Linked DNA regions of Mus musculus: regions 2, 3, 4, 5 and 6 are each linked to region 1. A link is a contact called in public HiChIP or PLAC-seq and promoter capture Hi-C data. All regions are on one chromosome and are shown on one strand. The core of a region is the stretch at or near the end of the contact, and the rest is flanking DNA. Distances in the headings are between cores, read along the strand shown.

Region 1 (4,321 bases), core at 434-2,933:
TCGAGGCCTGCCTGGTCTACAGAGTGAGTTCCAGGACAGCCAGGGCTACACAGAGAAACCCTGTCTCTAAAAACCAAACAACAACAACAACAACAACAACAAAAAAAAAAAAAAAAAAAAAAAAACCCTGGGGGATCTGATACTTACCCCTCTCTTCAGTGCACATTAAATCACACCAAACCCTTCCCTTCTGCTGCTCCCCAATGCTTCCAGTTCAAGTACACATGCAGGCTTAGTACAGCTTCATTAAAACAATAACCCCTAACCCAGGGTATTATTCCTCCATCACCACTGAGAAAGAGCATCCTTCAACATTAACAAAGAGCTAAGTCTCCTTGGAGGGACACACAAATCTAGACATGGGGTCCTGCTGTGTCATCCACTTTTTTTTTTTCTCATTGTGAAATCTTTTGAAAAAAAAAATCACTTTTTTTTTTAACTAAGTGAGGAACAAAAAAAAGTTACATTGTTTAAAATGCAAAATCAAATTTAAAAGGCAGAACCGGACAAATGTAACTGTATAACCCTTTCCCTCTGGCTTTGGAGTCCTGGTGTGGTATCTGGTGAGGCTGTGTTTGTGTCTTCTGACCATTCAGAAGAAACTCCACGTTCATCAACGATAAATCGATGTCCGAAGTCTGATGCTAAGGAGCCCAGGTGCTACTGTATTCTCCCAAATGTATTGTGGAGAAAAGACACAAAGGCAGGAGATGCCTGTGTCCATCTCGCCACACTTTGCACCCTAGATCCCACTCCTAAGAAACAGGCAAATGGCAATTTCAGGAATGAAAAGGACATCTGCGGGGTGTACGAACCTAAAGACAGCCAAAAGATACAACAGTTCTGCTTCTAAATAATCGGGAAAATGCGAACCTATTCCTAACCAAGTTTGCTCTGCTCAGCTTTCCAGAGAAGTCCTTCGAAGGGACACGCTCTGCACCAGCAATGCAGTACGAAGTCGGAAATCTGAAGTTACTTCAAGTGAAACCGCATTACCAATGTCAATTCAAGCACACAGGATTAGTCTGCCATGTTTACTTGGACATGAGAAGAACAAATGGTATAACCCGGACAACATAAACTCTCCCTCCCCAAAATGCAGATCAAAGATTCAAGAAACTTCACAGAGCATTTGCATATTTCACTGGGACTCCAAAGAAATGCGGAGCTACGCTCAAACAATAGAATGAAGAAAAGATGGGAGTCACTGAGAATGGAGCGCGGGGTTAAGTTGGGTTTTCAAATGTCTCACTGGGGGCGACCTTGGCTCCTACACTCTGCACATTGTTCCCATGGGCACAGTCTCACTGCAGCAGAGATTCGGGAGCAGGTATTGCATCCCGTGGGTGATGCGGGGATCGCACCCAGCCAGGTTGTGCAAAAAACAAAAACACTCTGTTCCCTTCTCGCGGGACAGAGATGCGAAAGTAGGTGGCCCCCATCACTCAAGGTTGCTGCCAGTGCTGCTCGCAACTTTTGAAATCAATCTACCCCCCCCCCTTTTTTTTCCTTTCTTTTTTCTTTTGCATCATGCAACGGATGCCACCGTTCCTGGGGTTTGCAACCCCCCACCCCCTCCCCCGAGACCAATCATTGCCGCGCTCGGGCCTCTGCACAGCGCCCCCGCCCCCTTCCCGGGCCGCACGCAGCCACCACCGCCGCTGCCACCGCCACCAGCAACCCGGAGGCGCTCCGGCCACCGGCCCGCCGCCTTAAAGGGAGGTGGCCGCTCTTAAAGGGACCCTCACGCGCCCGGCCGGCGGGAGCGCGGCGGCCCGGTTCCCGGAGGGCCGCGCCCAGCCTAGGCCGAGCTCCACGCGGCGTCCGAGCGCCCGGCGGTGCCGCCGCCACCGGGAGCAGCATTTTTTTTTTTTTTTTTTTTAAATTCAGGCGACGCTTAAGGGAGCCCAGCGCGCCCGGTGCATTGTGGGAGCGCCGCGGCCCGTTTTCGGGAGGAGGCGGAGGGCGCAAAGCGAGCCGGTAAGCGGCGGGCCTGGCGAGGGGGGGCGAGGCAGCAGGCTTAAAGGGGAATAGCGGGCCGCAGGCCCGGCGCGGCCGTTGCAAATCCCCCTCCGGGCCGCCCGGGACCGCCGGGGAGCCGTGCACCGGGGCCCTTCGCGCGCCCTGCCTGGAGAGGGGGCCGAGCCCAGGCTTTGGTGGGGCCGCTTTAAAAAAGAAGCGCCGCCCGCGCCGCTGCCTCCTCCGCCGTCGCCGCCGCGGCACGCGGGGCCGGGGTTGGGAGGGAGGAGCGGAGGGGGAGGGCGGCGGCGGCCACGCAGGGGTTAATCTTTTCGCCCGCCGACATTTTTGTGTGGCGGCGCGGACGGCGAGCCCGCGCGCGCGCGCGCTCTGCCTTAGCCGCCCAGTGTCCTGGCGCCGAGCCGCGGGCCTCCCCGCCCCCACTCGGCCCTCGGGTCCCTCCGGTCCCCGCCGGCGACGGTCTCCGCGGCAGCGGCGACGCGGGGCCTGCGGTGCAGCATGGCCCTGCCGGTGGCCTGCCCGCGGCAGCCGCGCGGCGCGGTACAAAGAACGCGGCCCGCGCCCGCCGTGCCTTTAAAGGCGGCAGCCTGAGACTTAAGGTGTCCCCTGAGTGGCATCCTCCGCGCCCGGCCCCATGGAGGGCGCGGGGTCCCGGCGCGCACGCCGCGGCGCCCGGGCCTGTGAGCACGCGCGGGGCCTGGGGGCTGGCGGGGAGGTAGGTGTGCTGCCCCACCGCACCCCGCTGCCCGAGCCCGCCTCCCGCGGGAGCGAAGGGGTTAAACGCGGGCTTTAAATATTCATGTCATTGTTTTAAAGGTGTAAACATGTGGCTTCCAGGTCGGACGCACTCCCTCTACCCAAAGCACACCCCAAATTCCATCCTTTTCAAATAGCTGGAGTTTCCTTTGAGGCCAAACCGTGTGACTTAGGTCTCCTTGCACTTGGGAGTTTTTTAACTGCTGAGTTTTCTTGATGTAAGGCGTTTTTAAACTTTCCTAACCAGAAAGTGTAGGGAAAATAAGGTAAAAGAAAGGTGCTCTTCGGAGTCTCTCTCCTGCCTTTTGGTTGAGGCCGTGAGGATTGGAGGTAGGAAAATAGATTCTTTATAAAGGGAAGTCTTCCCGTTTTGTACCAGGTAGAGGTGAGGCAGGCATTTTTTGCAAAATGAATGTGATTTTCCAAACCTTTCTTCGAAGGTGAATTTTAATTCGCACTCTTTCCAAACTGTTAAATGGCTTCAGAATGCCCATTTCGGAAACTTGCTTGGCTCACACTGCTCTGTAGAGAAGTTTGGTTTCTATGAACGATGAGCGAAATCCGTGTCGGTAGTTTCCCGCTGAAATCATTGCTCATGTCATGTTTGTGATGATGGTTTGGATTGCCGAATTTGGGCTTTGTGAAATTTAGTTTAAATGAGTGATGTACTTCCTGGGGGATGGAAAACTATATAAATGGGAATTATGTTTTCAATCATAAATTTTATGGGAGAAACCGACCCTAAAACTTAGGGTGTCTGTAATCCTATGCCCAATAAAGCATCAGTCAGAAAGTGTGTAAACCCCGGGAGCACTTAACTGGGTTTTGAATTAGATGCAACCGGAAGAGCTGGTGCGGAAATGCAGTGCGTGGTACCCAGTGCCAGACGACTAGTGATCTCATGAGATACTGTTTCTTTTTGTAATGAACTAGCGAGTTTTGTCAATGGTGTGTGTACTGGTTTGTTAGGCAGGATGTTTGCTTTCTAGGAATGTTAAAAAACATCAGCGAACTTTGCAAGCACTCTCTTGAACGGCATTGTGTTTTACAGCCATGGGAAGCCTTGGGGGGTTTTGTTGGTTTTTAAGTAGTGTCTCCTTCAGTGACTTCTCCCATTAGTTTGGTACTGTTGGTTCAGAGGGAGACTTGTTTTTTAAATTAGGATTTAGTATCTGGAAGAATTTCACAGGGAATGGTGGTACACACCTTTAATTCCAGCACTCAGGAAGCAAAGGCAGGCACATCACTTTGAGGCCAGTCTCAATTTAAAAAAAAAAAAATGCATGAGATGCGTTTGTGTCCTCCTTTCTACAGTTTCTGGTGACTGTTTTATTTTTCTCTGTGAGAGAGCAAAAGACAGTCAGAGGTTTTTCCAGGAAAGTCGCTGTAGCTAGGATCTCTGCTCTCTAAAGCATAGAACTTTTAAGCTAATACATAGTGAATACCGACCAGTTCTCTTAGCCTGCACCCTAGAACTACTAACTTCAGAGTTTACTGCCCAAGTGGCAGGTGTCACGTGAGTGAGCTTCCCCTTGGAGCCACAGTCATACATTCCCATCCTCCGTGATTCCCCTGATGTCATTAT
Region 2 (4,056 bases), core at 259-2,758, 1.1 Mb before region 1:
TACCATCAGGGATTGACTGGGAAGTGTGCATCTGTGTGACCTGCTCCTGTGGCTGCTGTTTGCCTGGTGTCTCAGGTGCCACACAACAATTTTTTTCTGAGTTTTTATGCTTTGTAGTGAGGCTTAGTACAGGGTGATATAAACACCCAATATAGAAAATCTAGAAGCTCTGGCTCCTACCTCGTTCTATGAAAGAAGCTGTGTTCCATGAAAGAGGCTGTGTCCAATTCTTTATTGATTCTTTTGGATAATTTACTTTTATGAACAGCTTACGGCAAAGGCCAACAAAATCTGTTTTCATGAAAGGCCACCAGGAAGCTGCATTGTGAGTATAGGATGTCATATTTCCTTTCCTGCTGTGCACAGATGGGGTGCAGAGTAATGTAGACTAGTCTGATCTCTGGGATAAAATGGATCTGGACGCAGACTTCCTGCTACCGGCTGGTTGTGACCAGATATGCACAAATTAGAAAGCAATTTCTTTTCTTCTTGCAGAATTTAAAGGACCATAGGTGACTTGTGTTAAAAGTAAAGATACATTGGGGAAATATATGATGTAATATTATTAAAGTATCACATAATCTATTTCTTTTGTTTCATGTAAATTTACGGATATAGTTACATACGGCTTTTCCTGTGGGTTTAATAAGTGATTTATTTGTGGTCCTTATGTTTTTCCTTCTATCTCCCGTGTTGGTCAGTTTTGAATCACTATATCACAGTCTGTTAATTTGATTTACTGCAAAGAGTAAGGCCTTTGTCGTCATGCCAACTACTATCCCCCGAGCGCACGCACGCACGCACGCACGCACACACACATCTCCTACCAACCCAACACTAGTCTGTGGGTTCTCCTCAGAATGGGCAGATAGCAAAAGCAACAAAAACCATGGCTTGCTTTTGAGATACTGAGTAAGTTTTATGTACCATGCGTTTATAACAAGTGGTTCATTCTTACAGAGTCAGTCAGGAGTACTTACATTAGGATGCCTAAGGAAATTTTACCCAGCCATTTGTTATATACCAGATAAAAGACTTTTGGGGGAAGGGTTATAATTCAATTGTGTGGGTTGGCAGGGGAGTTGAGTGAATGTGATTGAATTCTGTTCTCAGTGAACTGGGTTTTTAAATTTTGTTTTGTTTTTCTACTTTATTATTATTTTTAACAAGCACACTGAAACTGAAATTTGCTAGCCATGTCTTGCAGGTTTTGTAACACCTTTCACATTGGCAGCTGTGCAGTGCGTGCTGTGTGGAGGAGGCTGACGTACAGAAGGAGGCACAGATCATTGGCGCAGTTGCTCTTTAAAACCCCACATGTCCAGTGATAAACTTGGGAGGAATAGGAGAGAATCACACAGGAGCCAGGCAGCATTGTTTGCAGTTTCTAGGGTCTCTAATGGAACTCTGAATCCCACAGTGCACTGTGAGAGCGAGCAGCATCCTTGGGCATGCGTGGTGACTGTCCTAGTGTTGGGTTGGTAGGAGATATAGCTCAAGTCTAGTCTTCTCCTTGTGATTGGATCCACAGGAAGATCTACATTTTTAAGTGAGCTGTGATGTCATGAGCACACCATAAGGCATGCATTTCTGATTTGCCCCGGAGCCTGTGCACTTTATAATGTCAGGGTGATATTGCAAGGCAGATCTGAAGAGCCTTCTGTAGTTGGGCAGAGTGTTTATAGGTAGTCAGGAGTGATTGATTCAGCATGTGCCAGATGGTGAAGCAGTGTGAATGTTGGCTGAGGGTGGCATCCATCCAGGACTGTGAGGAGGTCTGACTTTTAGCTACAAGGCGTATTGTCACAGAGTGAGGGAGCTGCTTCATCAAGAACAAATGTTTGCTTTTGTAACTAGGTTTCAATTAACTGACAATGAGGCTATTTACTTTCCAATAGAGATGAGGTTTGCGCATCTGACTGAACTTTTCTTGTAGTGATGGGGATGGTGCATGTATGCTCTGGGTCTCCAAGGATAGTAGCTGCTCTTGGCTTGGGGACAGTTTGGTTTGCTTCATTTGTTCTGGTCTTGTGTTGTAGAGTTTCTGCCTTCTGAGACCTGTATTTGTCGCTCTTCTTGGTTTCCAGTGGCAGAGTGTTCCTTCAAGGTGTCAGGTCCTTGTTCTGAGTGCCTTTCTACGTCACTGTCTTGGCTTGTCCTGTGTGCTCTTCTATTCTGTGTTCATGCTTTCTCTGTTCTTGCTCCATGCCCACTTCTGTTCCTGTCCTGTGGTCAGCCAGCTCTTACCCCACCTCTGTACGCTCTGCTTTTTGGCAGCCTGCAGCCTAGGAGAGAATACCGTGTCTCTCACACCTAGAGGCCTTTGGTCTGAAAACAGGAAATGGAGACCCTGCCCTGTAGTCAGTCTTCTGTCTCTGGCTCCCTAGAGGCTGACCTTAGCCATATGTCTTGTTAGCCCTGGTCCTCAGTCAGCATGAACTGGGGACAGAAGCCCCAGTTTGGTTGTGACTGGGGTGGCTCTGGTATAGTGAGTCTGTGACCTGAAGACTTACTTGCACAGGACATGTGACTTTCAGAACTCACATCAAGATGAGTGGGACACCCTTCTCTCTAGGATGCCGCTCCAGGGATCACTGCTCTAGGTCTTGTTAGTAACAACTGCTTCTGGTCCAAACTTCTGAGATCTCACTGTTGGATGGAATTTTCTGGGCTCCCTTTAGGAAGGGTGAGTCCAGGCTGTGCTGGACTCCCTCATAAGCCTCCTGCTGTCCTCTGCTGCTGCTCTCTCCCATGCGTTGGCTCTGCTGTATCGAATGCCCCCCAATGGACACCCTGGCATCCCTTCCATCCTCATCCTCACCACCTGCTCCTGTCCGTAGATGGCTGAGCCCAGCCAGAGAAAGTCACTCTGTAACTGAGAAATCCCCCCACCCCCCCCACTCCTCCACCCCCCCACCCCCCCATCCCCCATCCCCTCCCCACCCCCCCACCCCCCCACCCCCGCTTCGGAGGGCCTCAGGGCAGCCTGGAAATGGAACCCTTTCCTCCTTGGCCCACGCTCTGCACAGTGACTTTGAATGTTTTCTATGCTTCCCCCCCCCCCCCCGTTAATTTATTAATTCATTTTCAAACCTGGTCACCACCCCCTCCTCCTCCTAGTCACACCGTCACATGAATTCTGGAGTTTCGCTCTCACATCTCATTCCCATTTCATTCTCTAGTCAGTAATCCTCCCACCACACACAAGTCAGACAGGTAAATGCTGATATTGCCGGTTCTTCCTGCTGACCTTAGATACTTCTGCCTGCTGCTGGACCCCACCCTCAATTTGCATACTTTCTGTTCATAGTTGAAGAACAGTCCCTCTTAATTCCTACAAATCACACCACTAGCCTATTTTTATATCCTCATTTGTCAAAATATGAATGTGTTTAATAACATGCTGATGTCTGTTTTATATACCCTTCTGTGTTTTCCAATTTTATATGATTTATCATTTTTAAAGTCAGAGCAAAGTTAAATGTTCTTGGTTGAGTGTGTGTGTGTGTGTGTGTGTGTGTGTGTGTGTGTGTGTGTGTGTGTATGTGGTGTGTAGCACACATGCCCAATAAGCCTATTATTCCCTTATCTATGGGTTACATTATAAGGAAAACACTCTGATTCCAATTGGGACTGAAATACTCTTCCCCCCCGCCCTCAACTTTTCTACTGAACAGGTGAGTGTGGCCTTCCTATGGCTGCCCTGAGAGTCTAGCTTTCCTTTTATTTTGGTAGTGGCAGCGAGCGTTTCCGATGTAAGAAGTGATGTGAGGTGAGCTTAGCACGCTGGAACAGCATTGCCTTTGCTCGGCTCTGTTCTGGTGCATGTGGAACTGTTTCCTTGCCTGAGAGCACGGCAGAAGGTGTCTGTCTGTCCTGGGGTGAGCACGGCAGAGGGTGTCTGTCTGTCCGGGGCTGAGCACGGCAGAGGGTGTCTGTCTGTCCTGGGGTGAGCACAGCAGAGGATGTCTGTCCTGGGTTGAGCACGGCAGAGGATGTCTGTCTGTCCTGGGGTGAGCACGGCAGAGGATGTCTGTCTGTCCTGGGGTGATGAGG
Region 3 (4,635 bases), core at 59-2,558, 1.2 Mb before region 1:
GAAGACTGCGAGTGAAGCACAGCAGAGAGCCCCTGGGACTGGGAAGGCTCTGAGGAAATTATTGTTGGCTTACCTCTATGAGAAAGCGGCAAAGGAATATTGCAAAGTTATCACTATTACGTGCTGTATTTTAGACTAATGTGAAGTAATGTGAATCCTGGGGTGAGTGTGTCTATTGCTCCTGGATTGGGAGGATGCCCAGGAGCTGGCTAAGAGGACTCTGTAAGACTGAAACATTTGGAATAGGTAATTTGCTCATTGAAATCCACTGACAGCATTTTTCCCCCTGTGCAAATATGACCTAAGCTCTTTGAGTCAGAAAAGTTTCCTAATAAATAAATCCTTAGTCATCTGTTGCCAAGAAAATGAAAAGGCTTTGGTATGGAATCCATCAACCTGCTGGCCTTGTTCTCACCCTGAGACAGGGCCTGCTTTTGAACTCGTGATTCATGTAAATGGCTGAACTCGTGATTCATGTAAATGGCACCCTTGGAATTTTGGGTAGGGCAGGGAAACAATTCAGGAGAGCTAGAGAATGAAATTAGATTTTTTTTTTTTAAAGATCAGATCAGTCCTTCCTTGATCTAAATTCTCCATCTGCCCTTTGGTGAGGGTGGAGAGGAAAGCCCAGGTCAGTGGGTTCTGAGCCTTCAGTTGACTGTGACTTTATGTAATTATAACAAACTCCTTTTTTGATTTTCTTCCAAAAAAAATATTTGGCAGGGTTTCAACAGACCGAAGAGAAAGGGGTGGGGGAGAACAAAAAGGAGAGAGAACACAGAGATACAATAAGAGATACACAGTAACATAGAGACATAGACACACAGTAAGAGAGCTACAGATACATAAAGACATAAGACACAGAGAGACAGAAAGGACAAACAGAAAGAGAAACAGAGAGAGCAAGAGAAGGACAAACAGAGAGACAGAGCATGAGAGGGACAGACAGAGAGAAACACATATACAAAGGAGAGACAGAAAGATGAGAAATAAACTCAAAAGCAGATGCATAATGAATTTTAAATTGTGGGCCCCGTGAACTTGCAGCTGACACCTTCCATTAGACAGGTGACAACTTTTCCTTCCACCTTCCTGGTCCTTTCCTGGGCACCCAAGCAAAGGAAAGTAAACCCGCACAACAGAGGCCCCTGCCACATGACCAAGGATCCAGAGCTCTCATCTGAGTCCACTAGGGCAAAGCAAGGCTGAAAGCTCGGGGGGCGTGGTCGGCCGTTCGGGGGCGTGGCCTAGGAGTTGGGCGTGACTTAGTGATGACTCAGCGGCCCCGCCCCGTCCCCGGCCCGCCCCGCCACTTAATTCTGACGCGCGAGGCCGCCGGGTGCGAGAGCCGCCCCGAGCCGGACGGGCTTCTTACTCCGGCGTTGCAACCGCCGTCGGAACCGCCCTCTCGCCACCTCGGTGGCTAAGGTGCCGGGTACCAACGCCAGCAGCGGAGCGCGCCAGGGAGCAGCGCGCCTTTGTGCGAGGTAGGCTGGCCCCACACTTACTTCTCACACAAAGACGAGGGGCTTGCAAGGCGGCCGCCCGCCGGGAGAAAGCGACGGGTGTCTGACCCCGGCCTGGGGGACCCTGTCGTTGGCCTGCAGGGCGGGCTGGGGTATGCGGTCCCTCGGGCGTAGGCGAGCAGCGGGGAGCCTGGTGGCCCTGCGCTGCTTGGGGAGGTCTAGGGTGCAGGGCCCGGGCGGCGGCCCGGATCGAGGGGCGCCGGGGCGGAGGGGCCCCCTGGAGAGGGGGGAATCCAGGCTGCTGCTTGGTTGGTTCATTGTTGCATCCTCGGCCCTGCAGACCCAGACCTTAAGACCCAGGCTGCAGTGGCTGCGCGCCCCGGGCCAGATGCCCGCCTTGCCTGTCCCGGCAGCAGGACAGGGTCAGCGTCCCGAAGCCGGCTCCTACCCGGCAGACAAAGGCGGGGTCGTGCTGCTTTGAAAGGTGGTAGTGACACTGTTTCCTGTCTGCAAGTAACTTTTCTATGTTGGACTCTGCTGTGCCTCTTGGAGTCCGGTCAAGCCAGGGGGTTTGGGTGATGTCAGCGCAGAAGTCCCCACATTTTTGGGGGACTCAGTGATTGCCTCCTGAAACATTTCTGGATGACTGGGAGGTAATCTGGTGTATAAGAGCCAAGTTTTGACATGTGTGCTGGAAGTGAAGCGTCCCCAGCTCTCTTTGAAATGTAGAGAGTTCCTGTTGAGAGGATGAAGTGCACACACCAGCCATCCCAATCCCTTCTCAGATTTTTGTCCAGGACTGCTAAGTGAGGTTACTTAGTCAGAATGGGGGGTGATACTGGAGGCGCCAACAGGGGAACAGAAGGAGCCCTGTTTGGCTTGACTTTCTGAATTTGAGCCTCCCTGCTAACAGGTACACTTTCTCTAGGCATGCTACCTCACTAGCATTTGGACATGTTAAAGTTGCTCTAAATCCTGTCAGAGATGCCTGTCTAGGGACGGTTCCTTAGTGTTTGGAGTTTCAGGCTTTACAACTTTGAATTAATAATCATATATATTTGTGATAAATTAAAAACCAGAAGATAGGTCACTCATGTGGCCACCACCCACACATACCCTGAGGATGAAGGTGTATTTGCTTTATAGGTGGCAGGGAAGTTTGTGTGTGTGTGTGTGTGTATGTGTGTGTGTGAGAGAGAGAGAGAGAGAGAGAGAGAGAGTCTAAATGAACACATTGTTAATTCCTAACCTTTATACTTGTCTAAAGCATGACATTTAATAATGATAACTTTGCAATGTTCCTTTTACTGCTTTCACAGAGGATTATACTAACAACTTGTTTTGGAATATATTTTCTCAGAGCTTTGCCAGTAACTATTTATTCAGAAGGGAGAGGCGGGAAGATGAAGGGAAAGTAATGTGCTTTGCACTTCACTGGAGATAACACAAAAGACTTTATCATGTATATATATATTTGTATGGGTATATCTAAATCTATATCTGTATACACACACATATATCCATATATGGATATAGATAGATATATATCAGGAGTAGCTTGGGACCGTTTAAAAGGTAAATAAATGTTTTTACTGTGAAAAGTTCTGAGAATCCTGAGAAATCCAGGATGGAAAGAGCTGCCTGTAGAAAGACTAGCCGTGTTTTCCATGTGCCTCATGCACATCTCAGAAAGTTTGTGTTGAGAAAGTAAAATATGTTTTCATTACAGTGAAGAGTTTCGAGTGTCTAAAAGGCCATTCAGCTACGTACTTGGCCGGTGGACATCTTTGTCATTACTTATATTTTCCCCTTGTAAAAATTTTGGTCTTTGAGTTCTTTAGTATGCAAAGCAGAAAGAAGCCTTTGAGACAGCCCTTTAGAGGCAGGGTGCTCAAGAGATGATGAAGTATTCTGCAGTCATTTCTGAAGCAGGAGACACCATAGGAGGAGGTTGGGACAGTGTGCTGTCAGGTCCCATTTGCAGTTTTTCATCTGCTTTGGGTTCCTTAATATGCATGCACACTTGGAGTAGTTGCAGGGTTGTCCCCTAGGTGGTGGGCAGAATATTTTGCCCTCCGTAGTGATTTCTGTTGCTTTTCTAGTCATGTACTTCCTAACAGCATCGAGTGGGATGGAAGGTCCAGGAGGAAACAGCCGTGTGCCCAGTCTCATTTCCTACCCCTCTGAGGGCTTTGGGCTGTGTGAGCAGTACAGGCAGCTTGGGCCTCAGCTCAGACTTTAGGAGTCCCATGTAGGGCTAGAGCTGTTGCTGGAGAGCCCGCTCCTGAAGTACATAAAAGACTTGTACTCTAGAGACACACCCAGAGCAATCGAGTTCTTGCCCAGAAGGAAGGCAGGTGCTCTTACTAATTGACTAATTGCTCCGAGTTTTGTTTAAAATGCTGCAAGCAAAGGAAGAAGGATTTTTCATTTTTCAGTTTTGTTTTTTTCTTCTGTGAGACTGAGGGATAGAAAACTTTTTCTTCCACTGAAAGGGGGGACACAGACTGAATACTGTGGCTTAGTTGGGGTTATTGATGTCTAAAAGCCCCTTCCCTCTGGAACACGCTGTGCAGGAGTGGTTTGAGAACTCAGACTTGGGAGTTTGGTTCAGTGAGATCTGGATTTTAAGATGTTTGTGGAAGTCCATATATACCTTGGTGAGTCTAGAAGTACTGGGGAGAGAAACTGGCCAGCTTTGGGGTTCACTGGTTCCATACTGGGAAAGCTACTGTAGAGTGAAGATCTATGTATAGCTGGTCCCACGGGAACTACTCATAGCCTTGTGTCTTCCCCGGTCTAATCTTTTCCTCTTCTTGCTTTTCCTGTTTAAAGCAATCTCTTATTTTCTCTTTTCCTTTCTGTGGAGAAGTGCTGGGCCTTTTCCATCTGAACTTTTCCTCACAGTGAGTACTTACTGAGTGCACTTAAAGGGATGAATGCTTTTATCCATCGGTGCCTCACCCCTGAAAGAATACATTTATTTGGGAAACTGACTTGGGTTACCTTTGGAAATGGTAAATCAATGGGGGCTGTTTCTGAGGTTGCTGGAGGAGGCCAGACACTGAGTTTGTTGTAGTTAACAAGATGAACTTGGTCCTTGTGGCAGAGTATGTGAGGATGATATTTTAAGAATTGTACAAAGTGACCCCCACGTTATTTAATAGCT
Region 4 (4,570 bases), core at 999-3,498, 1.0 Mb after region 1:
AACTGCACAGAAAGGTTTAATAACTTCTAAAAACTTGACTGTAAAAAAAAAATTTAGAGTTTAAAAATGTATCTCTGAATAATTCCAAAAACAATTTTTGTAACAGCAGTTTATCACATCCACCCAAATTAAACAATCATGATGTTCTCAAGTTCAAGTGAGTAGGTCTATAGAAGATCAAAGCTCCCAGATAGCTGTGGAGCACAGGGAAACAGCCCTGCACCGTGACTTCTTTGCTTCTTCAGGTTTAAACCCAACCCTTTTATATATGCACAACAGAAAATAATCAGATCATCACTGTATAAGATAAGCAGACATAGCTTATTACAGTACTTAGCTAATGTAGTAATTAACAAATGGTACAACAGCGGAGGGAACTTTCTGCAGGAATAGTATAGTAGGTTATGAGCTTAAACTGGAGTACTGACTCAAACAGCTTAAAGACTGCAACAAAAAAGCCAAAAAACAAAAAAGCTAGGATCACCTCCTACAGACAACCTTTTAACCTCCACATTCCCCGCTCCATTTCAGTTAGCTGCATTTCAAGGTTGTAATTCTCTAAGTAGCCATATCAAGGTACTTGCTTACACACAAGAATTGCTCAGAGAATGTCAACTACATTTCATTAAAAAGTACTCCTTTCCCAGGCTACTTCTGCAGTAAATGAAAGACAAACCAAGGTTTAGGGATAGACACTGCCTCCTACTCCGGCAGGACTCCAAAAAGGTAGAAGTAACTGATTTTGGTGATAATTTATAATTGTCATGTTTGTTATAGAAGTACATTTGGACTATTTAGAAAGTAAATCTAGGGCTGGTGAGATGGCTCAGCGGGTAAGAGCACCCGACTGCTCTTCCGAAGGTCAGGAGTTCAAATCCCAGCAACCACATGGTGGCTCACAACCATCCGTAACGAGATCTGACTCCCTCTTCTGGAGTGTCTGAAGACAGCTACAGTGTACTTACATATAATAAATAAATAAATCTTTAAAAAAAAAAAAAAAAAAAAAAAAGTAAATCTAAATTCTGAAAACATTTACCTGCAATTAAAAAAACAACAACTATGGGTCACAACACTGGGAAACTGTCTAGAATCGCCTCCCTTCCCCATCTCAGCCCAGGCTACTCTCCGAGATTTATTGCTAGTTTATGAATTACTGTACTGGCGTTCAGGATCAAAAAACGCTGTTGCGTGCCGCCATGTACTGCCTCTCCCCGTGTTGCACAATTCCATTTTTATTCACAATTCAAGGCCAAGGGTCTCTTATTTCCTTTCCAATTTTCCCCAAATGTCTACTGTTAGCCAATGGAGTGCATCGCAACGTTATCCCTTTATACACAAACATGTGAACTGCTAGGTAAAGTATCTGTGTGAAAATACATGAGGGTGAGTGATTGGGCAGGGCCCTGGAAGGATCTTATAATGCGAGGCCTCGTCCATACCTTGCGCACCAACTTACAGTTTTCAATGAACACTACAGAATGACTGGGAAGAATTAATCTAGGAAAATGCTGAGCTACTGATCACACGCCTTTCCTCCCCTAAAACGCATGCTACGAATCACATTTTTAAAAAAGGGAGACTTGGTGGGGGAGGTTATGGGGGACTTTTTGGGATAGCATTGGAAATGTAAATGAGGAAAATACCTAATAAAAAATATTTTTTTAAAAAAAGGGAGACTTATTCGTCGCAACACACCAAGGAAGCGTGATTCAAGAATAATAATTTAAAAATTAATGAGTTTCCTGAGATTCAGAAAAAGCCCAAGTGGTCCAAGCCGTGGAGTGTGCTAACTACCCCCCGCCCCCAGCCAATGGCCTCCCCGCGCCATCCTCGCTCCTCGCCTCCTAAGGGGAGCAAACCGGGACTTCTGAGTTCCCGTGACCCGCCGGGCAAGGCCTCGCTGACCCGAGGCGCCTTGGCGGGTCCCCAGCTCGCTCTGCCCGTGGCGACCCCAACGAGGCCTGCGCATCCCCCGCACCCAAGACCACCCCAAGGAGTAAGCGACTCCACTGCCCACAGCCCGAAAGGACCCGCGGCCTTCGAGGTTCGCGCTCCAGCCACCACACTCACTGCCCATGGCGGCGGCTCAGCACACCCGGCGGGCACCCGCGGCCTCGCAGCTGCCTCCGCTCCGTTCCTCACGACTCTGGCCTAGGCGGCGGAGGCTGGGGACACGCTCTGGCCGTCCCCGCACAAGCTCCGCCCACAGAGTCATGTGACATGCGCTCTAGGCTCCTCCCAGACCTAGCCTGGCCGTTGGCGGACGTCCACCGCGTTGCTATGGTCACCGTTGGCGCGGCGGCGGGGGCGGGACTGGATGGCAAGAGGCGGGGCGGCCTGCCGTGGTGGGCGGTTCTTAGTTGCTCTACTCCAGGACAAGGGTTTTCCTTTTCAAAGCTGTTTTCTAGATAAGGTTTCCTGGTCCAGGTACCCCAAGGCCTAGAGCTGAGCTACCTGAGCCAGACTTTTCTTTCCGCCCCATCTTAACTGTAACTTCTTAGACATTTGTGAAAACTGGTAATACACTGCAGACAATAGTACTTTCCAGTACTTCCCCATCTTCAAAATAGACATCAAGGCATCAAGAGGTATAAACTCTTTTATCTGTCTCTCTTTTTCAGAAAGAAACCTTTTTAGGCCGGGCGGTGGTGGCGCACGCCTTTAATCCCAGCACTCGGGAGGCAGAGGCAGGTGGATTTCTGAGTTCGAGGCCAGCCTGGTCTACAGAGTGAGTTCCAGGACAGCCAGGGATACACAGAGAAACCCTGTCTCGAACCCGCCCCCCCAAAAAAAACCCAGTAAAACTTCCAAGGTAATATAGGTAAATTAGAGAAGTTAATTTCAGACTATTTTTCCCAAATAGGAAATATATGGAAAACATAAGAAATTTGAGTAAAATGGTTCTTTCAAGGTGGTAATTTTTATTTTGCTAAGAATAATGTGATATATGGGGGGTGGGTATGGGGGACCTTTGGGATAGCATTGAAAATGTAAACAAGGAAAATACCTAATTAAAAAAAAAGAATAATGTGTCATTTTAAGCAAAATTCATTATTTTTAATATTTCAACTTACTAATTACATAACTGAAGCTCTAGTTCTCACTGAACATTAAACATGCATAATTATGGACAGCAGATAAGAAAAACTAACATTTTTAAGAGGAAAGAAAATACAGTAGTGTTTCATATGAAATAATTCAAATGTCCCTTTCTGCAACACAATTCAGAATGTGGCTGATATAAAGGTAGAAAGGCAGAAGACATTTTCATAGCTCTGTCAGGGAAAACTGTAACAAGAAATAATAAACTTGTGAGAGGCAGCATAGGAAGAAATTTAGAAAGAGCAAGACAAAAACATTTTTAAATATATTAAATTCCATCTTAGAGTTTTAATATCTTTTAATTTAAGAAACCAAAAGATAAGAGAATAAAGGTACATTATGGTTTTTTTAAACTTAAATATACACTATTATTCTTATTAAACTTGCCTTTGAAACTTTACAGATTTATATAAGTAGTAATGAAGTGACAAGATTCATAAGGCTCGGCAAAAGAAAGAAGGACTGAAGGATGCAGAAAGGAAAGGGAGGGAAAGGGTTAAAGAGATGGCACAATGATGGAGCCAGTAAGTACAAAGTACTGCAACTAATACCCAGCTGCAGACAGGAGGGGACATGTCGTAGAAAGAAAGAGGGCAAATACTAGAAAGATGCTAAATAACTGCAGCATTATTCTAAAATGCAAATAATAGTCTGGCATGGTGGTACACACCTTAAATCCCAGCACTCAGAAGGCAGAGACAGAGAGACCTCTGAGTTCAAGACCAGCCTGCTCTACACAGAGAGTTCTAGGCCAGCCAGAACTATCTCAAAAATCAAAATAAAAAAAGAAGTACATTATGAATCTATTACTATAGCCAGGACTGCCTACACATCAATGATGTAAAACATGGCGCATTGCTGGTAAAATTGGAAAGGCAATGGATGTATTCCAGCCCTTCCTATGTCCCCATAACCTTTTTAAAAAACTGTCGTAAAGTCAGAATGGTACACAGTAGATGCTCCTGAGAACCAACTCAAGGGACGTCACATAGCTACCATTTAGTTTGCGGCCAACACTAGATTCAACCTCTATGGAACCCCACGTACCTGGTTTGGGAATGTGGCTAAAACTTAATGAAATTTATAGCCCAAATATACATCATATTTGTACCTGCAGCTTTGAGAGACAAAAGTGATTAACCTGGCACTTAAATCCCTCTACCCAACACCAAAGTTAATTTAAAAATCAGAAAATATCATAGCAGCTGGGCAGTGGTAGCGCACGTCTTTAATCCCAGCACTCGGGAGGCAGAGGCAGGGGGATCTCTGAGTTCAAGGCCAGCCTGGTCTACAGAGTGAGTTCCAGGACAGCCAGCCAGGACTACATAGAGAAACCCTGTCTCGAAAAAAATCAAAAACAAACAAACAAAAAAGGAAATGTCATAGCAATATAATGGGGAAAGGGGAAATTAATAGAAAAAAAAAACCGAAGTCCACCTTAATACAGTTAATACCTCATAACTTA
Region 5 (4,620 bases), core at 1,878-4,377, 1.1 Mb before region 1:
CAACCTGCCTCTTCTCTCCCAAGGCTGAGTTCATACCTTCTCTTGTGTGAACAAATGTTTATTCAGCACTTATTACATGTCAGCCAGCATACAGATAGAGAAGGGGTAGTTGATGGTTAGTTTAGCTGGATTGAGGGACACCCAGGATACTCATAAAGCCTACCTCTGGATAGCCAATTAGGTCATGAGGGCTCTGATCTAGTTACTAGTTTAATTCATTGACGGATTCAGTTTTAAGTAGACCCCTGGGAGGTGGAGTTTAGTTGGAGGCATGGGGCTCCATAGAGCCCTGAGCCTTTCCTTTCCTGTCTCATCATGTTTCCCGTGTACCCTGATATGAGGTGGCCTGCCTTGTTGTCCCCACCATGGTGGAGTGAAACCTCTTCGACTGTGGCTAAAATACATTCCTCTCCCCTGATGCTCTTCTCTCTGGAACTATGGTCATGGGGATCAAAAATAAGAACGAATGGAGAAAATTCTCACAGGTGAGAAAGAATCCTTGCCATGGAAAGAGCCCCTCGTGTGTCATCCTGGGTGACAGGCAGGCACAGAAGGGCAGCTGAGATTTTCCCATGAGATTGTGAGGAAAGCTCAAAGTTGGCTGTCATAGAAAAGTACCAAAGTCTTGCCCTCTTCCCATGTGAACTCACCACACACATGCATGAATTTTGTGGGAGAGCAAAATCCAGTAAGCCAGGAGCAGGGGCCAAGGGCAGCAGCCAAGAGCAGCTGATATCCAAGACCAGCTTATCTCTGGCTTGTCATCTCCAGATGTTGGATCAGGACAAGTCTCTCTCTCTCTCTCTCTCTCTCTCTCTCTCTGTCTCTCTCTGTCTCTGTCTCTCTGTCTCTCTGTCTCTCTCTGTCTCTCTCTCTCTCACTCTCTCTCTCTCCTGTGTGTCTATATGTATATGGATGTGTTTATGTGTGCACACATGCATATGTATGTATTCGCATGTGTAACAGGAGGCTCTGGTGTTTCCCATAAACAGTTTCAGATGGAGTTCATTTTGGGTGTTAGAATTTGGGGATGGAGAGTGAGTGCACAGTAGAATAAGCTTAGGAACTCTCTCTGGACTCAGAGAATCTTATATTAGTTTTACCACCTTTTTGCTTTTGTAATACTGGAGAATTCTCTGGCCTCAGTTTCCTCATCTATAAAATGGTCATAATGATTGTATTCTGCCGCAGACTAACCCCTTATTTGGGTCTCCTGTCTGCGTGGAACAGGTCTCTAGTTGCAGGTGAGCAAGGAGTCAGCAAATGACAAACAGAAGCGACACAAGAGAGTGTGTAGAATCTGAGTGTATTGTCACAAAGTGAACACCAGTCTTATATAATACAGAAAACAAAGGGGTAGGATGTCACGGCTGGCAAAGTACATTGAAGTTACCTGACATTGAAGTTACCTGGAATGACTCCAAAAGGACTTACAGGAACCAGGTAATATTTACAGTAAAGATAAAACAGCCCTGCCTAGGGTCAGCTAATGACAGCTAAGGATTTCACACCCTAGTCACACTTTGTGCTACTCCTTTGAGCCTTGTGAAAGCTAGCACCAGGGGTTTCTGCTCTAGCAGACCTTCTCATGATTAATGCAATACCACAAACCTCCTATTTCCTAGGCCTTGATAAATTCTTGTATGAGTGTAACTTGGCTGTTCTTTTAAGTATTTGTAGGGAATCTCCATTTGTCAGAAGAATTCACCAACTTTCTTCTAATATGAAATGTAGCCTGTTATACCTGGTTGTAGTGAAGATTCCAGTCTCAGTGGGATTCCCTACCTCTTACATGGTAAACCCACCTATTAGCTAGGTCATTGTGTATTCCCTTGTTTGGGTGAGACTGGCTACTGTCCTAAGTAATCACTCTGCAGACCAGCCCTGAGCTATTCTAGCTTCTTCTTTGTAATGCCTACTTTCAAATCTCTACTAGAAGTAAATTTGAATGTTACTGAATAGGTAACCTTTTCACTGAATTCCTACTGAATTCCAAGCTCGTTAGTTCGTTGGCTTCAAGGATTTTCTAGGACGTTGGAACACTGGTGGAGGCTTACCTATGTCAGAATTCAATCTTTAAAGGCACTTATAATAAGATAATACTGAAAGAGAGCACATGGATCCATACATCAGACTAACACGGGGATAGGGTATGAGTACACGGGTTATGAGAATGCCAAGGTTCCAGGAGGTTGAGTTTCCTTGAAACTCCCTGCCTCGTGAGTGCTCCCAGGCCTCTCGGCCTGCCAAGCAGACTTCACTGGGGTAGACGGAGCAGTGTTCGCCTCCCCGGGTTATGTGTGAGGTGGTTAATAAGCATAAGTAGTTACCATTCTCGTATTTATCTATGTTTTGTTTCTATGCTGTTCAAGCTAGGCAGGGCTCTGTCACCGGAATCCTATGCCATGAAGGACTGCAGAGCCCATGTCACCAACAGATTACAGATCCAGCAGTAACTTGTATGATCTTAAACTCAGATGTCTGTCTCCAGATTCCTCTTCTGAAAGTCTGTCCACATTGGCCTTAAGAACTTCAAGCACCATTTTGTGGGCTAACACTCCACTGTGCCCTCACTTAGAGAAAGCACACCGAAGCCATGGTTCAAGGCAGAGACATGCTGACCCCTCCTCATTTTGTGGGAGCAGTCAATCAGGACAGTCCTGTTGGCACAGGAAGGAAAGCTTTAAGGCCAGGTCAGAGCCAGGCCATGCCTTGCAAAGTCATTTGGGAAGCCAGAGGAACCTAGAACAAGAGGAGAATGTTTGAGGGGTGAATTCTGTCGGGGCTGGAAGTTGGTGTTTTTCATGAAAGTCCTGGCATGAGTAGTTGCTCAATAAATAGTTTCCTTTTTGGCAATATTGGAACTTGAACTTGTGCTTCTCACATGTTGGGTGAGAACTCCATGACTGAGTTCCAGCTCCATCCCTTCATTTCCTGTTAAACAATAGATGCTCAACCGAAGCCCAACCGGAAGTCTAGTGAATGTTGTTTTTCAGCAGTGCGCAGAGGACTGGGCCAGTCACACTGAAGGTGGAGGGTCAGGAAGCAAGGCACACACAGCAGGCAACTTGGTCCAGAAGGAGTCAGCGCAGGGGGTGAATGAGAGTAAGTAGCTTGTAGGAAGCGAGCTCTCCCAGGGACACAGCGCAGCGCAGCGTTAGGTCTCCCTCCCTGTGCCGGCTTTTGACATCAGGACTCAGCAGCTCTGAGTTTGATCCTTTAGCCTAGGACGCTCATACCTATCGTTATAAGTGATTGTGAATGAGGCTTAAATAAAGTAATAAAACCGACTCCTAGCTAGGACCTAGCCCATACAGACCCTCAGCGCAGGTGGTTGAACCTGTTTGCAATGGCCTTAAAATGATGCCGGATGCTGCCACCTACTGGGATCCAGTGGAACTTTTAAAATATTTTTTAGCTAGAATAATAATCCACGTGTGTTAGTTTGTTGGTGGTGTTATTATTTTCCTTACTGGTCTTCGTCTCCTCACCACCCCAGGCCCCTAGTTTTCTGCTCTTGTCTGGCTGAGGTATTTACTGAATGAATAGTAAGTGTTGTTTAAACCTGTCCGTGTGGTATCCAGTTTCTGCCTCCAGAAGAGTCCACTGTATGAATCTCAGGGCTGCTGTTTACTATGAGGCAGGGGACAGCGTCTGAGCTTCCTGACCTTCAGTTTTCCTGGCAGGCTATAAAATGGCCTCCATCTGTTTGGAAGAATGAGTTTTACTCATTCATTTACTCATTCATTCATCCAGCGAGTGAGCTTTTAGGAGGAAGGGGAGTGTCAGTCTGCAGAGGAAACAGATGGTGCATGGGGAGGGGCACCCCACACACCCATACCTTGCAGTGATTCACGGGAGACTGATTGCCCCCATCCGCTGTCTCTCTTCTTTTACTGTATGAGAGTCATTTCCTGAAACACAGATCTCCGCTTATGATGGCCTCACTTCAAATTTGTCACTACGTTGAAGGCCAGTCTGCCTATCATGGAAACTTTGGTCCTATTCAAACTGGTCTGCTCTACCAAGCTACTTCTGGGTTTCTGAAATGGTAGTAGACAACCTTTACCACAGGTTAGACATTGTGCTAAGTGTTTTATTGGATAATTGTTATAGCTTCCCAGGACATGAGCCTTATGCCTGTTATAATCGTGGAGCTATAACAATAACGTCAAGGGACATCTTCAAGGAGAAAGCGTGGCTTTGGTTCAGTTTCAGATGTCTCAGATTAGGGTTCCCAGCTCTATTCGATTCCCAGCTGGTGGGGTAGAACATTATGCCAACAGGAACCTGTGTGTCTTAGTTTGGGTCTTGTTGCTATGAAAAGACACTATGGCCAAGGCAAGTCTTATGAAAGCAAATATTTAATTGGGGTTGGCTTACAGTTTCAGAGGTTCAATCCATTATCATCATTGCAGGAAGCATGGCAGCATCCAAGTAGATGTGGTGCTGGAGACGGAGCTGAGAGTCTTGATTTGAAAGCAGTCAGGAGAGACTGTCTTCTGCATTGGGCAGAGCCTTAGCATAGGAGGAGTCCCCAAAGTCCATCCCCATAGTAATACACTTCTTCCTAAAAGTGCCACTTCCCATGGGCCAAGCATATTCAAACCACCACACTGT
Region 6 (4,536 bases), core at 768-3,267, 1.1 Mb after region 1:
CTGAACCCAGCTATCTGCAACAGCAGCAGGTAATTTTAACTCTTGGGCCGTCTCTCCAGCCCCCAGTTTTTCTCAGTTTTTAAGTGGGGTCCTGAGTTAGAGCCCAGGGCTTCATGCAAGATAAGGCAATGCTGTAAACTACATTCTAGATCCAGGAAATAAATACTTTCTTGTTCTGAGATAGGATTTTGCTGTGTGCTAGGATGGCCTCTAATTTGTAGCAATCCTCTTGTGCTGAATTACAGATGTGAACCACCACACCACCAGATCTGGAGCAGGGTAAGACAGACAAAATAAGAAAAGGAGACCTGCGACTTGGAAGTGGTCCTCAGTTGTGTGTTATAGAAAAAGCTTCTCGGGCTGTAGAGATGGCTCAGTGGTTAAGAGCACTGACTGCTCTTCCAGAGGTCCTGAGTTCAAATCCCAGCAACCACATGGTGGCTCACAACCATCCGTAATGAGATCTGACACCCTCTTCTGGTGCATCTGAAGACAGCTACAGTGTACTTAGGTATAATAATAAATAAATATTAAAAAATAAAAAAAGCCGGGCGTGGTGGCGCACGCCTTTAATCCCAGTACTCCGGAGGCAGAGGCAGGCGGATTTCTGAGTTTGAGGCCAGCCTGGTCTACAAAGTGAGTTCCAGGATAGCCAGGGCTACACAGAGAAACTCTGTCTCGAAAAACAAAAAACAAAAAGCTTCTCATAATTACTTATCAATGGCATAGAGTGGCAGCATTCACCTCTCCCTCCTTCGGTGCCCTTTACGTGATTGACCTATTGGTTGTTTTGAACAAGAAAAAATTAACCCAGGAGGTGCACAATTTGAAAGAGAATTTACTTGCTAATAATGAAGTGGGCAGGGAGAAAGCAAATGGGCAAAGGCTGAATAAAAAGGGGGCAAAGACATCTCAAGCACTAAGGTTGGTAGCAGATCATTGTACGGGCTTGAACACTGATGAATCCAGACTTGTTTTGCACCTTTGTTCCTTTGGCTATGGGCCAACCAGAGCAGAACCATATGTACATCTAAGCAGACCACAATCTGAACACGAATCGGAGGTCAGAAGCACATTATATCCACTTGGGAAAACAGGTTGAGCAGCTGATAATGCACTTCACAGTCAATTTGGTTCAAGTTCGTAACCCCATCCCTTTAAAAACGGGGCGATTTCATTCCACTGTGAAAGTTATAATACTTACAATAGAGGGCTTTCTATATTTTCCAAATGGGAAAAGCCTTGATTGCTCTCTATTTTAGCTGTTTTTCATGTCCAACACCTTAAACCGGTTCTGGAAATTCCCCCACCAGTCTACTCTACCTCTACCTTCCTCAACAGCCATGTTCTTTAGCTTTTCGATTTTTTAAACCTTCAACCTTTCGGTATTAGTCCAATCAAAGTTTGCCTTCTTGAACCCGTTCCTCACGTTCGCATCAGGCAACCTTCGGAGAACTAAGTTACCAACCTTGACCTCGACAGCGCCCCGTAATTCTACTATCCCACCACTCTTCTATGCCTCCTTAGAGTTCCGCCCCGTCTCATTCTCGCTCCCCCCACCCCCGCCCCCAGCCGTGAATCGCTTGCGCCTGCGCATCTCCAATTCAGGCGCTTTCCCTTTCCTGACGACCAATCCACTTCCCGCCTCCGGTCCTTGGAACACTCCTCCCCTCTGCTGGGGCCCTGATTGGAGGTGCTGGAAGCGGTTGTCCTATTCATTGCCTGTACATAAAAATTTACAGATAGGAGAATTTCAACGAATATCTGAAGGAGAAGCACATCCTCGAGATTAGGTATAGATTGATCACTTCTTAACCCAGACGAGGGATTGAACACATAGCGAGGGACCGGAGACGAAGGTCCATTTGGACTAGGCAGTCGTGCGGGCAGCCTTTTCCTTTTCCCTCTGCGCTCCGCCCCGCCCCCCTAGCAGCCCGGCCGCGTTGGTGAGTGGCGGGCGGGCGGGCCGACGGGCGGAGGGAGGAGGGGAGCGGAGGGAAGGCGGGCCCTCGTCTGCGAGAGCGGCGGGGGGAGGGGAGGGGAGCCCGAGCGCTGGAGTTGGTGCTGGGAAACCCGGGGCTAATGTTGACAACAGGCACTAGGTGAGTTCCGGGGATCCTCCTTCCCCCTCCACTCCGACGATAGGGACGAGCTGGTGCGGAGGGCTACCGGTCCGGACTCCTGCTCCCCGAGGGACCCGAGAGGCGACTCCGCACTCCAGCTCTCCGGGGGCGGCGAGCAGTGGAGGGACGAGCGGATCGGACGTCGTCCTCCTCAGACCCCTCTCCCGGAGGCTCCGGTCAATGTGGGGGGGATGTCTCGGCCCGGCCGAGGCCGGCGTGAGGGGCGATAGAAGAGGTGTCTGCCCCGCATGCCTGGGCCCAGCGTCGGGGCTGGAGGCGGAGGAGCCTGCCGTGGAGGGGGAAGGTGTTCGGGGGCGTGGAAGAGTGCGAGGAGAGGCTTGGGGCGAGCTCGGCGGTCCGGAGGGAAGCGTGGACGAGGGAGCGGGGAAGATGTGGAGTAGGCAGTCGAGCTGGAGAGGCTGCAGTCTGAGGGAGTGTGGGATGAGAAGTTAGGCTTGGGGCTTAGATGTCCCCACGGAATAGGAGTTGTGGACGGGAAGTGTGTCAATGGTGGGACCCTGAGACCCAGCGGGGGTTTGTGGGAGATTTGTGGGTGATGCGTGTGCAGGGGAAGAGGCTTGGAGCGGACCTGCGGATGGGGGGCAACGGGGCTGTTCGGGTTTACTTCCTTTTAATCAGGTAGGATGGTTGACTGTTCGACTCGAACTCAAGGCTTTCATTACTTCCCTTACAAGCAAGTACTGTTGAACTAAAGAGAAGCCTAGCAGAGGCTGCTTACAGGTTTGGGGGTACGCATGGAAGCGAATAGCCTTGCTCTTAGAAAACCTTAAATGTACCGATTGACACATTAGATGAAAATAAGACTGTTACTGACCCTTCTCATTTGTCATAGTTTTTAGGGGTTCATAAAAGTCGTACAGATCGTCAGGAAAGCCACTTTTGAGCTGTGGTGAAATCTCTGAAAAAATTTGAATAAGTCTCGTACATATATAAGGATTTTGTAAAAGAATAAACTCAGAAACCGGAAGATATCTCTGTGCTGTTCTACCTTTAGAACATTTTGAGTTCAAAACACAGACTTGAAAGGTAAACCAGCATTCTCTTACTCTGTAGTGTTTTCAGAGCAGTCTGATTGTGATTTCATACATAGACCATATGGTACTTAGCAAACTTATAGCTGTATTAGGGGACACCTCCGTTCTCTGTCCTCTCTCCAGGACACTGCATTAGAGTCTGTCTTACTAGTAAAACAGTTTTTACTTTCTTTTGGAAGTTTAGAATGTACTTAGAAAGGCAACTAAAATAATACAGACCAAGTGCCGGGAGCGGTATTTTGGGAGCTAGAAAGGTGGTTTTCAATCATACTTTCCTTTTAAGGGCTGTCTGAGTACTTAGCAGAGTAGTTTGTAAAAGTTGATTCTATTTCAATTTCAAGACCACTAATTTTTATATTCACTTCTTTAATATAATATTACATGGGAAATTTGGAGACACTCTAGGTGAATTATTTAGCTGTTATTAAATAAGAATCTAGTGCTTTTATTAGATTTAATTTATTGAATTTAAATTGACAGATTACAAGTGTATTGTCATTGGATTTGTGTTTCTTTTCTCTTCTCTTCTCTTCTCTTCTCTTCTCTTCTCTTCTCTTCTTTCTTTCTTTGTTTTTTGAGACAGGGTTTCTCTGTCTAGCCCTGGCTGTCCTGGAACTCACTCTGTAGACCAGGCTGGCCTCGAACTCAGAAATCCGCCTGCCTCTGCCTCCCAAGTGCCGGGATTAAAGGCATGCGCTACCACTGCCCAGTTTTGTGTTTGTTTGCTAGTGTACTTGGTTTACACAGTCCTGTGAGTGTGAACATAGTGGAAACGAGCCCTGGGTAGCTACGGAAGCACTTGGGTAGTGTTGGGCAGCTTGTATTGTCTAACACTCAGCGTAACCCTGAAGCTTGGAGGGTAGAGCCCCATAGTCTGTTTAATCCTAAAGATCACTCATCTAGTAATGGCCTTTTCAGCGTCAGGCCTGAAAGAGAGCTGTCATTTAGTGTCTTTCTTTCTTTCTTTTTTTCCTTTTGTTTTGTTTTTCGAGACAGGGTTTCTCTGTGTAGTCCTGGCTGTCCTGGAACTCACTCTGTACACCAGGCTGGCCTCGAACTCAGAAATCCTCCTGTCTCTGCCTACCAAGTGCTGGGATTAAAGGTGTGTGCCATCACTACCCAGCATTTAGTGTCTCTCTTTATGGTGGCTACTGTGCTATAGGTTAGTAATTCTTTAAGATGGGCAGCAACAGCTTCATTTTATTGGCAAATAATTAAAATAAACAGAAGTTAAGTTGCCTGATTTCCATAGCTAGTAAGATACAAAGCTGGGACGCAGACTTAAGGCTGACTTGAACACCTGTTCTGTTTGCTCAAGTGGTATTCCTGCCTGGACTTTAGTTATAAGTTTGTTAGCT

Evidence for each region. Promoter capture Hi-C pulls out the DNA fragments that hold promoters and counts their contacts. HiChIP or PLAC-seq counts read pairs in DNA pulled down with a chosen protein or histone mark. Capture Hi-C pulls out chosen DNA fragments and counts their contacts.
Region 2: an H3K4me3 HiChIP or PLAC-seq map of embryonic forebrain shows a contact between it and region 1, with 3 times the contacts expected there. The contact joins the enhancer-like site here to the promoter of Sephs1 in region 1. A contact is called at or near these places in 1 of 39 promoter capture datasets (liver), 1 of 484 Hi-C or Micro-C datasets (bone marrow-derived macrophages), 3 of 115 datasets of contacts at active chromatin or transcription factors (astrocytes, embryonic forebrain and large pre-B cells) and 1 of 9 other capture datasets (liver).
Region 3: a contact with region 1 is called in an H3K27ac HiChIP or PLAC-seq map of the NIH/3T3 cell line, with 8 times the contacts expected there. The contact joins the promoter of Fam107b here to the promoter of Sephs1 in region 1. A contact is called at or near these places in 3 of 39 promoter capture datasets (cranial neural crest, hippocampal neurons and liver), 4 of 115 datasets of contacts at active chromatin or transcription factors (the NIH/3T3 cell line, T-cell acute lymphoblastic leukemia, astrocytes and 1 more) and 2 of 9 other capture datasets (adipose tissue and liver).
Region 4: a contact with region 1 is called in a promoter capture Hi-C map of erythroid cells, with 9 times the contacts expected there. The contact joins the promoter of Sec61a2 here to the promoter of Sephs1 in region 1. A contact is called at or near these places in 2 of 39 promoter capture datasets (erythroid cells and pre-B cells), 3 of 115 datasets of contacts at active chromatin or transcription factors (astrocytes and embryonic stem cells) and 4 of 9 other capture datasets (adipose tissue, embryonic stem cells, liver and 1 more).
Region 5: a contact with region 1 is called in a promoter capture Hi-C map of liver, with 5 times the contacts expected there. The contact joins the enhancer-like site here to the promoter of Sephs1 in region 1. A contact is called at or near these places in 3 of 39 promoter capture datasets (hippocampal neurons and liver), 5 of 484 Hi-C or Micro-C datasets (the AML12 cell line, the Ba/F3 cell line, the G1E-ER4 cell line and 2 more) and 2 of 115 datasets of contacts at active chromatin or transcription factors (embryonic forebrain and large pre-B cells).
Region 6: a contact with region 1 is called in a promoter capture Hi-C map of liver, with 3 times the contacts expected there. The contact joins the promoter of Upf2 here to the promoter of Sephs1 in region 1. A contact is called at or near these places in 3 of 39 promoter capture datasets (hippocampal neurons, liver and pre-B cells), 3 of 484 Hi-C or Micro-C datasets (CD4 T cells and embryonic stem cells), 3 of 115 datasets of contacts at active chromatin or transcription factors (astrocytes, large pre-B cells and pro-B cells) and 3 of 9 other capture datasets (adipose tissue, liver and pancreatic islet).

What each region holds. Positions count from the first base shown.
Region 1 is chr2:4,879,881-4,884,201 of GRCm38.p6, forward strand. Sephs1 (selenophosphate synthetase 1) reads left to right here and starts at 1,684. Exons shown (of 9, transcript NM_175400.6): 1 at 1,684-1,980.
Region 2 is chr2:3,738,148-3,742,203 of GRCm38.p6, forward strand. All of the region lies in intron 1 of Fam107b (family with sequence similarity 107, member B), which reads left to right. Among named protein-coding and RNA genes, the nearest start is that of Fam107b, 27 kb to the left of the region's middle. Within about 2 kb of position 1,509, at least 62 of the 459 cell types and tissues checked have an H3K27ac peak or open chromatin away from gene starts, as enhancers often do. A contact at or near this core is called in embryonic forebrain, where this site is marked.
Region 3 is chr2:3,712,150-3,716,784 of GRCm38.p6, forward strand. It overlaps Fam107b (family with sequence similarity 107, member B), which reads left to right and starts at 1,309. Exons shown (of 4, transcript NM_025626.4): 1 at 1,309-1,487.
Region 4 is chr2:5,893,184-5,897,753 of GRCm38.p6, forward strand. It overlaps Sec61a2 (Sec61, alpha subunit 2 (S. cerevisiae)), which reads right to left and starts at 2,249. Exons shown (of 12, transcript NM_021305.4): 1 at 2,074-2,249; 2 at 1-38. The coding sequence starts at 2,080. It overlaps Gm13267 (predicted gene 13267), which reads left to right and starts at 2,281. Exons shown (of 3, transcript NR_166420.1): 1 at 2,281-2,591. It also overlaps a transcript of Dhtkd1 not described here.
Region 5 is chr2:3,796,839-3,801,458 of GRCm38.p6, forward strand. No RefSeq gene overlaps it. Among named protein-coding and RNA genes, the nearest start is that of Gm36031, 8.7 kb to the right of the region's middle. Within about 2 kb of position 3,128, at least 59 of the 459 cell types and tissues checked have an H3K27ac peak or open chromatin away from gene starts, as enhancers often do. A contact at or near this core is called in liver and neural progenitor cells, where this site is marked.
Region 6 is chr2:5,949,452-5,953,987 of GRCm38.p6, forward strand. Upf2 (UPF2 regulator of nonsense transcripts homolog (yeast)) reads left to right here and starts at 2,018. Exons shown (of 22, transcript NM_001081132.1): 1 at 2,018-2,102.